Regions from separate parts of the Ovis aries genome. Here region 2 is linked to region 1. A link is a contact called in public Hi-C data. All regions are on one chromosome and are shown on one strand. Each heading gives the region's core, a stretch centred on a gene start, on an enhancer-like site or on the middle of the called end of the contact. The rest is flanking DNA. Distances are from core to core; before and after follow the strand shown.

What was found. Hi-C and Micro-C count contacts between places; a contact is called where the count stands out from the background.
Region 2: a contact with region 1 is called in a Hi-C map of skin fibroblasts, with 2.6 times the contacts expected there. The contact joins the promoter of MAP3K3 here to the promoter of CYB561 in region 1. A contact is called at or near these places in 10 of 16 Hi-C or Micro-C datasets (blood, hypothalamus, liver and 6 more).

The regions. Positions count from the first base shown.
Region 1 is chr11:47,495,972-47,502,404 of ARS-UI_Ramb_v3.0, forward strand. It overlaps CYB561 (cytochrome b-561), which reads right to left and starts at 1,866. Exons shown (of 5, transcript NM_001093790.1): 1 at 1,662-1,866; 2 at 789-887; 3 at 458-561; 4 at 143-300. The coding sequence starts at 1,866. LOC132657433 (a long non-coding RNA gene) reads left to right here and starts at 2,402. Exons shown (of 2, transcript XR_009595613.1): 1 at 2,402-2,515; 2 at 3,288-5,305.
Region 2 is chr11:47,639,013-47,645,583 of ARS-UI_Ramb_v3.0, forward strand. It overlaps MAP3K3 (mitogen-activated protein kinase kinase kinase 3), which reads left to right and starts at 3,802. Exons shown (of 16, transcript XM_027974351.2): 1 at 3,802-4,146. The coding sequence starts at 4,143. LOC101102824 (translational activator of cytochrome c oxidase 1) reads left to right here. Exons shown (of 5, transcript XM_004013018.5): 5 at 1-20.

The DNA of each region.
Region 1 (6,433 bases), core at 616-3,115:
CCCAGTGCGGCTCACCCCCGCCGGAAAGATGCCCGGGGTCTCCAGCCCGAGCCCGCCCCCCGCCCCGCCCCGCCCCGCCCCGCCCGGGAGAAAAGCCCCGGCGCGGCCGCCCCGCCCAGAGCCGCCGGGAGGGGGCGCTCACCCGAGCTCGAACAGCAGCGCCTCCTTCAGGCCCAGCAGGGCGGTGGCCACCGAGAGCAGGAAGATGGCAGCGCCGAAGAAGACGTGCTGCGGGCGGTAGCGGCTCCGCAGAGAAAACGAGGCGCCCGGGAACAGGAAGAAGCTAAAGCCCACGAGCCACTGGGAGGAAAGGCGAGGTGCTGCCGGGGACCGAGCTGCGCCCGCTCCGCGCAGCCCGGGGACGCCCCGGGCGCACCCGCGGGCGCACAGCTGGCCACAGCCGGCGCGGGCCCTGCTCCCCGCGCCTGCCCGCCGCCGTGGGGCGGCGAGGACTCACCTGCGCAAAGAAGAGCGCGAAGACCAGGATGCCGCACCAGCTGTGCAGGCTGTACAGGTCGGCGTAGCCCTTCTTCCTGTGGTGCTCGAACACCGCCACCAGGCCTGGCGGGAGGCGGGGGTGGCGTGAGGACAAGGCTGATGGGCGCTGAGGGGACGCGGTGACCCGAGGGAAACCTGCCTGGCCGGGACTTCTGGGCTCCAGTCCCGGCTCGGTGGCTGCCAACACCCAGTGTCCCTGCCGGCGGGGGTGGGGGGGGGACTGGACAGTGAAGCAGCTACTTCCCCAAGTCAGCAGAGGTGGAGGAAGGGCGCGCCGGCCCCCAACTCACCCACCAAGGCGATGACGAAGGCGAAGACGTGCAGCAGCCCGTGCAGGACTTTGGTGGTGCGTTTGGCCTCATTCCTGAAGACGCGGTAAACCAGCAGGGCTGTTGGCCGTGAGAAAGGGAAGGTCAGCGTGCTAACCCCAGCCCGCAGCCCTCCGGCCAGGGCAGCGAGGAGACACACCCTCGGCTGAGGAGGGAACCTGCGTCTAGGGCTTGTCCAGGTACCCCAGCCACAGGAAGAGGGAAGAAAACAAGGCTCCTGCGCCCTGGCAGGCCCACCCCGCCCCTTCTTATCAGCTGTCCCCGGCTATTCCAGGCTGTTTTAGGCTCATCAAGCAGGCACATCAAGGTGCCACGTACTTCTGAGTTCACCCCTTCGCTTTGATGGTCCTCGGTTTGTCCAGCACTGAAGCCTGATCACTTATTCACTAGTTTTAGCAAGCAGGCTCCCTGGTTGGGAAACCCCTGGTTCTCACAGCAGAACCTTGTGATCCCAAGTGAATTCCTCCTCTTCTGGCTGAGGCGGTCAGGGCCAGGGAGCCTGGGGAATGCCCCTTAGGAGCCTGCTGATTAAGGGGTTGCTGACCCCGGGACCACCTCGAGGAAGAATGGATAGATCCAGCTTTCTTGTTTCTAGAAACAAGGCCTTGAGGCAGAGTACATGGCCAACCACAGCCTGGATCCTACCCCAGAGAGAGGAGCTCTAGCTCTGCCAATTCCATCATCTACACACCGTTTTCAGTCAGAAAGGAGTTGCCACCCAGCAGCCTCAGAGGGCCCTGATTTGGATTCCCAGTGTCCCCAGGCTCTGAGCCAGCTTCCGGGGTGAAAGGGTCCCTCAAACCCGCTCCCAGGTGGTGTCGCCCAAAGACTCACCATCTCCCTGCAGGAAGACCAGGCCTATGACCATGCAGAGCGGGTGCACGTTGAACTGCAGGGCACTCTCCCAGGCAATGCCGCCTCGGTACATACCAAGCCAGGCACCAGTCATGGCCACCACGGTCAGGCCCAGCAGCTGGGAGAAGGCCACGTAGTAGGGCAGCGCCCCGGGTGCGGGTGCTGGGCTGGCAGGGCCCTCCATGCTGAGGCGGCTACTGCGGAGAAGATGGCAGAGCTCAGAAGAATGGCTCACAGCCTCCAAAGATACACCCCGTGCCTGCCTGCCACCTCCCTCTCAGCCCACTCCCCCGGCCTCTGTGCTCATGTAGCAAGCACCCAGCGGGAGGGGCCTGGCTTCCTGCAGAACCGGACCACACCTGGCTGCACTTCCACCTGCAGTGAGGGTGCAAGTCAAGGTCCTCCACATTCTGGGCAGAGCAGGAGGGCCCCATGGCAGTGCTTTCTGTTTCATGAGGCCCTGGGTTTTCTCAGGTCGGGTTCACGGGTGAAATACAGAGGAGTGAGCACATTCCTTGAAGATGCAGGAATTTTTCCTCCAGATGAACCATAACAGGCGTCTGGGATGAGAAATGGGAGCCTGACTCCCCCTTGCCTGCTGCTTCAGCTCCAGCCCCAGGTGAGAGAAGTCCTGCCAACAGAGCAGCCCCCAGCAGCGTGGCAGCAGCCAGTAGAGGGATGTGCTCTGAGCTGCTTCGCCAGCAAGGACGTGGGAGAGAGGAGCCTTCAAGCAGCCCTTTCCCTTCCTGCCTCCGCCCGCTCCTCCCTGCCACACCTGGGGCGGTGGACCTGCACTGCTCCCAGGCCAGGCTTCCTGAACCGAGCCCTGCAAGGTAAGAACGGACTCCTGGGGTCACGTAGCTCACAAGGATTCGGTGACAGCATGTGTGTCCCTGCTCCCACCCAGCAGACAAGGATCGGCGGCAGGTGGGAGGGGAGAGGTCTCAATGGGGCTTGGAGAAGCCAAACCCAGGGGCCAGTGGGAGGCATTTCCTGGCTCCTCTGCCCAGGTCTGGTTGTCGCCAAAGCCAAGCCCCAGCTCCGACAGGCCTGTGTGCCAGCTCTTCATCCGGAACCTGCTGGTTCTTCCCACACTCGGGCGGGAGTGGCAGTGAGGGGGGATGGGAGGAGAGGAGGCAGTGGATAAGCAAGTATAGCCGTGGTGCCAGCGTCCTGTGGCCACAGAAAGGCTCCGCCAGGGCTCCCAGGGGGCCCAGCGCTCCATTTCCCTGGCTCGCCTCTTGCACTGCCCCAGCCTCTCCCAGTGGCCCTGGAGACACCCTCCTTCTCCTTATTACCGGCAGAAAACAGCAGCTGAGCAGAGAGGTTTGACTAACACATTGTGGGATCCCTCCTAATACATACTGAGCACAATGGGTTCCCTGGTGGCTCAGACAGTAAAGAATCTGCCAGCAAACCTAGGTTCAGTCCCTGGGTGGGGAAGATCCCCCGGAGAAGGAAATGACTAGCCACTCCAGTATTCTTGCCTGGAGAATCCCATGGACAGAGGAGCCTGGTAGGCTGCAGTCCATGGGCTCGCAAACAGTCGGATGCAACTGAGCGACTGACTTTTCACTCTCACTTTTCACCCTCTACCCTGTGCAGCTCAAGAGAACTAGCGTCCGGTCGATCAGGCCGTGTCCTCCTGGTAAGCAGACCATCTTTACCCCCACTTCCCTCTGCCACCTTGGACTACTGTTGGCAATGCCACGGTTTTTTAAAGTGGTGGGCGGGCAGGCAGTGTTGATAACCCACTCCCTGTAGTAAAATACAGATAAGCAAAAAAACCCAGAAATTATAAGTAATCGATGTTTTGATTTATACCTTTTCATACTTTCTTTTACAGAACCATAACCATACCAAGTTCTAACCTTTTTTCACTTAATTCTAGACCACGCACATCTTTTCGTGTCAGTGAACATACATCCACATCATGCTTGTCTTATTACACGAGTTTCATATTTTAACCAATCCCTTATCTCTTGTTCTTAAATATTTAGCCAGCTTCAGCTTTTCACTAAGTAGACAACACTAGGTTATCATCTCTGCACAGCTGTCTTATTCCTAAATGGGATCCTGAGCAAAGGCTAGGTTCTTTTTTAGATTTCGGAAGCACCCCCATTGCAGGTGGACACACCTGCTTCCAGAAGCCCTGGACGCAGTGATGCCACGTCAGGAACTCGTGCTTGCCCATCAGTCAGCTCCACACCTACAGTGGAGACCCTGCCAGTCGGCCTCTCCTCCAGACTCCAACCCCACTTCTAGCTGTCCACTAACGCCTCTACCTGGACATCCCCCAAGCACTGCAAGGTCCACACATCCAAAGCCACATTCCTCTCCTGACAGGTCCTCAGTGTGGCCACCTCCCCCAGGCCTCGCCATCACTTCCCTCCCAGCCACCTTCATTGCCACCACCCAGCAGGGCTGGAACTTCTGCCCCCATCTTCCTACCCTCCTCAGTCTGCCTAACTCACAGGGACAGGGACAAAGCCAGCTCCCCAGTCTTGTTGCCCCTCCAGGCACAAAGGGCCGCCAGCATGTGATGGTCAAATGCCAACTCCTTCACTGATCCCATCCGGGTTTCCACCCGCAGCCCCCACTGTTTTCCTGCCAAGCCCACTGGAGGAGGTGCTCCCAGGCCACGGCTCTGACAGCGCAACCTGGCAGTAACCCCTCCACCTCACACTCCCCTATGCTTCCTGCCCCACGACCTGAAATGGGCATTTTGTTCACCACTTTGTCCCCAAGGCTGGCCGAGGGCTTACTTACCCGGTCCTTGCCCTGCGCTAAGCCCACGTGGGCCTCTCTGCGGTGGAGCCCTGTGAGCTCCCTGCAGGCAAGGACTGCATCCGCCTCCCCCTTGGGTGTCCTCGGGGATCTGATCCCTTGTGCCGACTCCAACAGGAAAACTGTTCTGAACAGAGAGATGCTGTCCTCCTCTCCTTTATTAGATTCCTCTTGAGAGCCCGGGGCACAGTCAGAATCTGATTAGCTCTGAATTAGGAAGAACAGAAAGAATGGGCTCTGCCCCAGCTGACCTGCCAGTCTGCCCGCCCATTAGAGAGCGAGGACAGAGAGGGGCTCAGGGCTGCAGAGAACAGCCAGCTTTTTCCCTTCCCAACCAGTCTCATCATGAGGTGGGCAGAAGTGGGCGTTCTCTTCTTAGCCGTGGTACTCTGATTTATAATAAGAAATGTATGCAACAGAGCATCTAAAACCCTAGGAATTTTCAATGTGAAGAAAGCCACAACTGTTCCTTTTGTTATGTTAATATTACATTATGTTAATGAAGCCCCTAGAATACTGGGGGGTGGTTACTGGGGGAACCAACCTTGTGACTGGAGGGTTGGCACTTTCAGTCCCGCCCTTGACTTCTGGGGAGGGAGAGCGGCTAGAGATCGGGTTCAGCCACGAATGACCAATGATTTAATCAGTCGGACCTGTATAACGAAGCCTCCTTGAACCCCCAAAGGGCAGGGTTTGGAGAGTTCCCGGGTTGGTGAACACATCCACATGGTTCCTCGGGGACAAGCTTCAGTGCTCCAGACCCTTCCAGATCTTGCCCCACATACCTATTCATCTGGCTGGGATTTTTACAATAATAAACCAGGAATCTAGCAAGTTTCTCTGAGTTCTGTGAGCTGTTCTCCCAAATTAACTGAACCCGAGAAGGGGGTCATGGGAAGCTCTGATCTGTAGCGTATTAGTCAGCAGCACAGGTGACATCTGTGCTGGGGTCGGTACAGTCTCGTGGGACCAAGCCCTTAACCTCTGAGATTTAACCCTGTCTCCAGTTAGGCAGTGTCAGTGTTGAGTTAAATTGTAGGACAGGGACTTCCTGGCAGTCCAGTGGTTAAGACTTCAAGCTTCCAATGCAGAGGGCGCAGGTTTGATCCCTGGTTGGGGAACTAAGACCCTACATGATGCAAGCTGTGCCCGAAGAAAAACAAAAATTGTAGGACACCCAGCAGCGTCCGCTTAGAAATGGAGACTCACTTGGTGGTGCCGAAAACACGTGGCAAAACGTGGCTTTGATGTCCTCACTGAAAACCTCCCGAGTTGCCCTGGGAGTCTGAACCCTAGTGCTGCTGGCACTGCAGCGTTGTTTGCGCCCTGAGGCGGTGGCCTGGAGATGCGGCCTTCTGTGCCTCAAGGGCGGGAGCCCTGCTCTGTACTCAGCTCTTCCTGCGTTCTCTCTTTCAGTCTTAACAATAATCTATGATGGTAACAGTATTACCCCCATTTGACACGTGAGTAAATTGGGACTCAAAGAGGATAAATAGTGAAAGTGAAGGTGTTAGTAGCTCAGTCGTGTCCGACTCTTTGAGATCCCAAGGACTGAAGCCCTGCAGGCTCCTCTGTCCATGGAATTCTCCAGACAAGAATACTGGAGTGGGGAGCCATTCCCTTCTCCAGGGGATCTTCCCAACCCAAGGATCGAACCCAGGTCTCCTGCATTGCGGGCAGATCCTTTACCGTATGAGCCACCAGAGAAGCCCAGAAGGATTTTGCTGCAGATGATTTTGGACAAAAGGATAAACGACTTGGTCCAAAATCATCCGCGGCAAAGAACTGCTCAACTCAGTTGTTTATCAAGTGCCTGCAAAGCGGTAGCCACACTGCTGGATGCTGGAACACAGAGACGAGACGTGGCCCCCGCCTTCCGGGGCCTTGCAGACAAGATGCAGAGCAGAGGCAGATTCTAGAGTAAAGGGCCCTTGAGTTAAACTCCAGTGAGCACTCTGGATTCA
Region 2 (6,571 bases), core at 2,552-5,051, 140 kb after region 1:
TTAAAAGAATTTTCATCAAATCAGGTGATAGGTTTTTTGGTTTGTTTCTCTGTTTTACACCAAATTCATTGAGATATCCCTTCAGAGAATTTATTCATTGGTATTTGATGTTCCCTGTCATGTGTCCTGCGCTCTTGAGAAGTGGAAAGGAATGTGCAGCTGGTGTGTGCGTGGCTGCTTAATGGGACCAGTACTCGGAGGCCCTGAGCTCTAGGGTTGGGTCATGAAACTTGGGGTCAGGGATGGCTCAGGCGCTTAAACAGAAGCACCTACTCAGTGTAAAACTAGGGTGATAGGCCTGAGAAGGCCTGGCCCAGTTGGGAGGCTTCGCATGGGGAAAATGAAGGGGGAGGAGAGAAACAACATAGAAAGGGAAGATAAAATACAGAGCTAAAGGAAATAACAGTTAGCAACATCCCCATCAGAGGTTCACCTATTCATTCAACAAATATTTGTTTTTTGAATGTGCCAGGAAAGATGGTAGGCCATCTCTTTTGAATAACACAGCTTCTATTTTTTGTTGTTGTTGCTTTTTTTTTTTTTTAGAGGATAGTACTCTCCTGAGACGTGGGAGCAGGCCAACCCCAAAGGAGAGGCCCAACTCCTGTCTTTATGCTTACTTTCTTAAAGGCAGTTACAGTAGAGTAAGACAAGTGCTTTGATGAATAAAGTACTAGGTGCTCTGGTGCCCAGATTTAGGGCTTTCTGCCTGGAAAGGCTTCCTGAAGGGAGCAATGTTTAGGCTTACTTCTTCCCTGAAAGAATGAGGGTGGGGGTAAGAATGGAGGAGAGGGGTGTTCGAGACAGTGAATATGCAAAGGTTAGAGGCGAGAGAAAGTCATATTTGAGGAACTACCAGTGGTTCTGTGTGGCCAGAACAGAATTTGAATGGTGGGGTTGTTGGAAGTGGGAAATGGAAAAACTTATGGCTGGAGAAGAAATGGTTCCAGGTCCTTCTTAACTACATTGATGTATTTGACTTTTCCTAAGGGTAATGGGGACTGTAAAATCTTTCAGGAGATCATGGCAGGCTCAGGGATCCATTTTAAAAGGTCACCCTGGATGGAGTGATCTTGAGAAGCTGTTACACTGAATACTCCGAGTAATAGGCTTGGGAGGTTTGAACTAGGATGGTGGAGCTGGGACAGGGAGGGGAGTGGACAGATTGGAGACATGGCCACAATTAGCTGTGGGGGAAGGGAAGTGGAGAGGAAGAACTCTTCAAGTTTGATAACTCAAAAGCATCCAAGCTGGGGACCTGATGATGGAGAGAGCAAATGAGAACATGGAGGAAAACGATCAGATCAGTTTGGACCGGTGGAATTTGAAGGACCTGCAGAATACTCAATGGGTGATGTCTCTGAAGTTCAGAAGAAAGCCCAGTAGGGTGACTGCAGCGAGGGGATGTTTGAGATGGCTGGTTCAGTGACAGACAACAGAAATGGAGTCCTCAAAAAAAATCAGTTGCTAGGAAGGTAGAGGGAAAATCAGGAGGCTGTTTCCAGCTAAAGACTTCTGTTGTTGTATTGCATGCACTGCTGTGTGTGAGGCACTGTTCTAAGTGTTGGTGACCAGGCAGTGGACGGAACACAGTCCCTGCTCCTACACGGCTTATGTTCATTGTCGTCGGAGCAAACAGTGTATAATTTCAGGCTCTGTGAAGAAAAATACGGCAGCATATGGAAATACAAAATGTTGGAGGGGAGAGGGCCTATCTTGGATGGTGTGGTTAGGCACTTTTGAGAGCTGACATTTGAGCAGACCTGAATGAAATGCAGGAATTAGCTGTGGGAAGAGCATTTCTAGGTGGAACAAAGGGCAAGTGCAGAGGTCCTGAGCCTGGTAAGCTCAAAGTATGGAAAGAAGGCGAGTGTGGCTGGAGTGATTTGAGGGAGCTGGAGAGGTGAGGGGGGAGAGGATGGCGGGGGCCGACTCCTGTTGGGCCCGGATGGCCATGACAGAGTTTGGGTCTATTCTGTGTGTGATGGGAAGCCCTCGGAGGGTTGAGAGCAGGGAGTGACATGATGTTAATTACATTTTACAAGGATCACTTTGGCTGCTGTGTGGAGCATCATTTGTTAGGTGGCTGCAGAGGAAACAGGGAAACCAGTTAGGAGGCCAGGGCAGTCACCCAGTAGGTAGGGTGGTGGCTTGCACCAGGGTGTAAGTGGTGAGAAGTAATTGGATTCAGATACATTTTTAAAGGAAAGCTGAAAAGACTTGCTGGATGATTGGATAGAGGAATGTTAGAGAAAGAGTGAAATGAAGGAAGATGCCTCCTTGGTGTGTATTTTTACCACTGGGAAAACAAGAGCAAGGTTTTGTGGGGAAGGGGCAAAGAATCAAGAATTCAGTGTAAAACACATTAAACTGGAGTTGTATTTTAGACATTCCAAGAGATGCTGCTGAGTAGACCTTTGAATACAGGCAAATATTCCTAAATCTAAGATGTGGATTTAAAGGAAGAGGTCTAAAGTAATTCTTAAGAGATTTGATACCCAAGGTAAAGCCACCACTAAAGGTTCTTGGTTGACAGTTGAAAGCGACATCAGAGGAAGATGTTTTTGGCGTCTGATTTATCTTACACTGAACAGGGGCCCGAGGAAGGGAGCCCGGATTGTGGCGGCCTTGGAATCTGAAGATGGAGGTGTATAACATGCTGAACAATGAAGGCTGGGAAAATTAATTATGGTCATCTCTATTTTGAAATATCATGCAGTCAAGTACAATCGTTTTGGGAGACAATATTAAGTGGCACGGGAAAACGGGGTAAAATTTAAGCACACTACAAAACAAAATGAAGCCGTTTTTATCAAACGCTGTATATTCAGGTAGGAAAGAGACAAAATACCTCTGGGGTGGAGTTTCTGTTTTTTTCAATTTTAATACAAAGAGCTTGTGTTGCTTTTATGACCAGAAAAAAAGTTTTCTTCCCGAAAGAACCTCACTTAATGGTTTCGGCCCTGGCCAGCAGATTCCTAGGACCCACTTCCCGGCACTACCCCAGCCCCTTGGGGTGTGTGACTGTTGAGACCTAGGAAAAGGCAGGCAGTGGTGAACCGCTCCTGCCTCCGGGCAAGCGCAGCCTCTGGACCGGAGGACTTGCTTGGGGGTCCAGCGGCAGAGGTGGCCACACGCCGGGAAGCGCTCAGAGCCAGAACCCTCCCCGCTTATTACGCGCCGGTGTGGGGACACCAAGGGGCAGGACGTCAGCCTCAGGAGCCGCGGAGAGCTGGAAGGGCGGGAGGCAATGGGGCCCCTCCAAACGTCTTCCTAAACTCCAGCCCCAAAGTAGCCGGCGGGGAACCGCGCCAGCCCGCGCGCCAGCCGAGACTTGGGTGACTGACAGGAGGTGGGAATGTGGGCGGAGCCTCTAGCGCGAGCTGTGATTGGAAAAACCCACACCTCCGGGGAGAGAGGGCGGGCAAGTTTGCGAGGGATGCGCAGAGGAGGGTGCTCAGAGCCTTCTACGTGATTGGCTAGCAGCGGAGTGAACCGGGAGCTGTTCCGATGATTGGCAGAGGGTAGACAACCCTCCGAAACTGCTTTGGCTTCGCCTATTGGCATCCTGCGAGAGTAGGCGGGATTGGTTCATCGAGGGGTGCCGTTGATTAGCTGGCGGCTGAGAGTTAGGGTGTTGGAGAGAGCTGGGGGAGGAGGGGCGGTGGGGGCAGCGACTTCTTCCTTGTTATTGGGTGGTGAAATGAGTGAGGGGTGGCACCATGGGCCAGCGGCTGGCTAGGATTGGCGAGTGCTGGGGTGAGTGACAGGCAGGGTGGCGAGCTGCGCGACCAGCGGTTTGTTTTTCGGAGCGTTCCTGAGGTGGAGAACGGCGGCCGGACGGAACGACTTCGGGACTGAGGGACTGGCGGTCGGGCGGGCCGAGCGGCGCCGCCGAGGCCGGGCTGGGCCGAGCCGAGGAGCGCCGGGGATGTAGCGGGCCACCCTGCCCATGCCACAGCGCCCGGCCGCGGGCGGAGCCGGAGCCGGAGCCTGGGGAGGCGGCGGGGGCCCCGAGCGCAGCCCGCGCCCCCCGCGCGGAGCCAGGCCCGCTGCCGTCCCCGCCGCCCGGGCCCCCGGCATGCAGCTCCGGCTGCGGAGGTGACACTCGGGCCCGAGCCGCCGCCGCCGCCATCGCCACCATGGGTGAGTGTCGCCACCGCCCCGGCCTGTGCCCGCGCTGCTTCGCGTCGCCCCGCCCCGGGCTGAGGGGAGGAGGACCCTGGGCCGCCGCCTGACAGGCATGGACAGCCCGCCCGGCCGGGGCTGCGGACCGCCGGCGCCCGCCCGCCCCGCTCGGGCTTAGCGGCTTCGCGGCCCGGGTGGGGGTTCTGGCTCCCCCGGCCTTCAAGGGCGGCCCCGGTCCGCAGAGCCCACTTGGCCGCCTCTTTCCTGGCCGCGCGGCCAGCACATCCCGAGGAAGCGGCAGCGGGTCGAGGGCCCGTGCTCGGCGGAGCAACGCGCTCCGGGCCGAGCGAGCGGGACCCCGAGCCCGAGGGCGGGGGAGCGCGAGCGCAGTGTGGGGCCCGGGCTGGAGGCTGGTGCAGGCCTAGCTGCTGTTGTGTCTTTTCCTTGATTTGCTTTTTTTTCCTGCCTGTGTCATTTCCTTCCCTTTGCTCACACAGGCCGGCCTGTGAGAGTTCCCGGGGCTTGCTCTCTAGCCCTGTGCGCGCCCCAGCGCAGGGGGGAGGGCGTGCGGGGAGACAGGCTGCGAGGTGATTAAAATGGCAATCACTGTTATCAACCGCGCGGTTGAGAAATGCGAGCTGCACGCAGACTGCTGGAGTTTGGGAATCGGCTGCCAGTGATAATACACATCCTACTCTTTGAAAAATCTCGTTGCAGTGTTTTACATCCATTAGTTTAATCTAGCGGTGTCCCTGAAATTATGTAACTTTTGAAAGAGAGAAACATTCACTACACAAAAAAATCTCTGAAATCATTTCCTTTTTAATCGATGGTTGCAATTTCTGTTGTGAAGATGTAGTCTAAGGAACGTTTTAATGTCTTCCACACGCAGCATTTGAACTGAATTATATTTCATGTCCTTTGTGGTAATTTAGCAGACGACTATTGGAGTTCATTAAGTAGCAGTAACATGTTCGATGTACTTTGCTTCTCTTGTTGGATCAGTTATTTTGATACAGTTGTCTGCAGTGGCAAGTTTTGCAAAGTATTTGTTATTGTCCTAATTAATCAAGGGGTAAACTTCAGTTAAGGGGTCATTTGCACAGCCACTGATTCCATCTGTGAAGAGGGAACATTAATGTTTGCTTTGCCCTATGGCAAGGTCAAGTCGTTTTTGTAGGAGGCTGAGTGTTTGCTGTGTCACATTGGGCAGATAATCTTTTGTGGCCCATCTTTACACTCTGGCTTTGAATGAATTGCCTTGTTCTGTTCCATGCTGCCCCTCTACAGTAAGGAATGGGTTCCTTCATTTATTGGGCTGTTTCCTTCCCATGCTTTATTTCAGAAGTGCTTGCTTTTCTGGGCAAAGTCTGTGACAGCAAGCAGAAAACGAACTCAGTGAGGCCTGGTATTTATTGAATAAATACGTAATTCAACAAATACTCGTTGAGCATTTACTGTAAATGGGGTACATAATTCTTCTTGTCCTCCCCAGGTTTCGCACATTTATCTTGTGCTCTGGAATTTGATGATCACACTAAATCTTTGAATTGATTTGTGAACCTACATTTGTGATAATCTTTCTAATCAGTCTTTCCTTTTTATCCTGCGGGGACAGGCTTAAATCCCAAAGGGGAGTGTGAATACTTAAGGGTGTGCAGACCTCCTATTTTCCACTTTCTCGAGTGCTGAATCAGTGTCCAGATATGTTGACTACATTTCGTGCCTAATAATAAAATAGAGGTCAGCCTGTTTTCACATTTCAAAATCATTTCAAAAAACGTAAATGTGTGAGCATATGGAGAGACAGTGATGGGGACGAAAGGAACTATGTAGATAGGGTCCAGAGCCCCAAAGGAAAAAGGACCAAAAACTCAATATCTTCTCATTTGGTCCCATGTCAGTTTTTACGTGAAGAAAGTGAGACAGTGAGGGGGAAATTAACTTGCCTGGTGACTGCAGTATATTAATCGGCAGACAAGCTGATTTAAGAACCCCTGCCTGGCTTTCTTCACCACTCTTCCCTCATACCATTCTCACTTTCTTTTAAGCAGATGACCTTGGCATGCACCTAGAACTAGTACTGAATTCTTTTAGAACCTGACCTTCAGTTTGCTTTGTATAGGGCTCAGCAAGGGTGTATGTACAAACACGCACGGAGTCTCTCTCTTAAGTACTGGTTTCCATTTTGGTGATATAAATGATGAAAAGTCAGATTCCCAGGTTAGCATGCGTTAGTTGCTGTATGTAGTCCTAAATAAGTTCAAGGGGTAATAAGGGAGAAACATAGACTTATTAGTATTTTATTATACTTGTTAAACTCCAGCCCAGCGAGGAAAGGGGTAAAACTAATTTGAGTTCCTGCCCTTCAGGTTCCTTGGTTAACAGTCATATTTTCCTGAGCTGTTCTAAGCCCCAGACTCAAGCTTGTTTGACAGCTTGG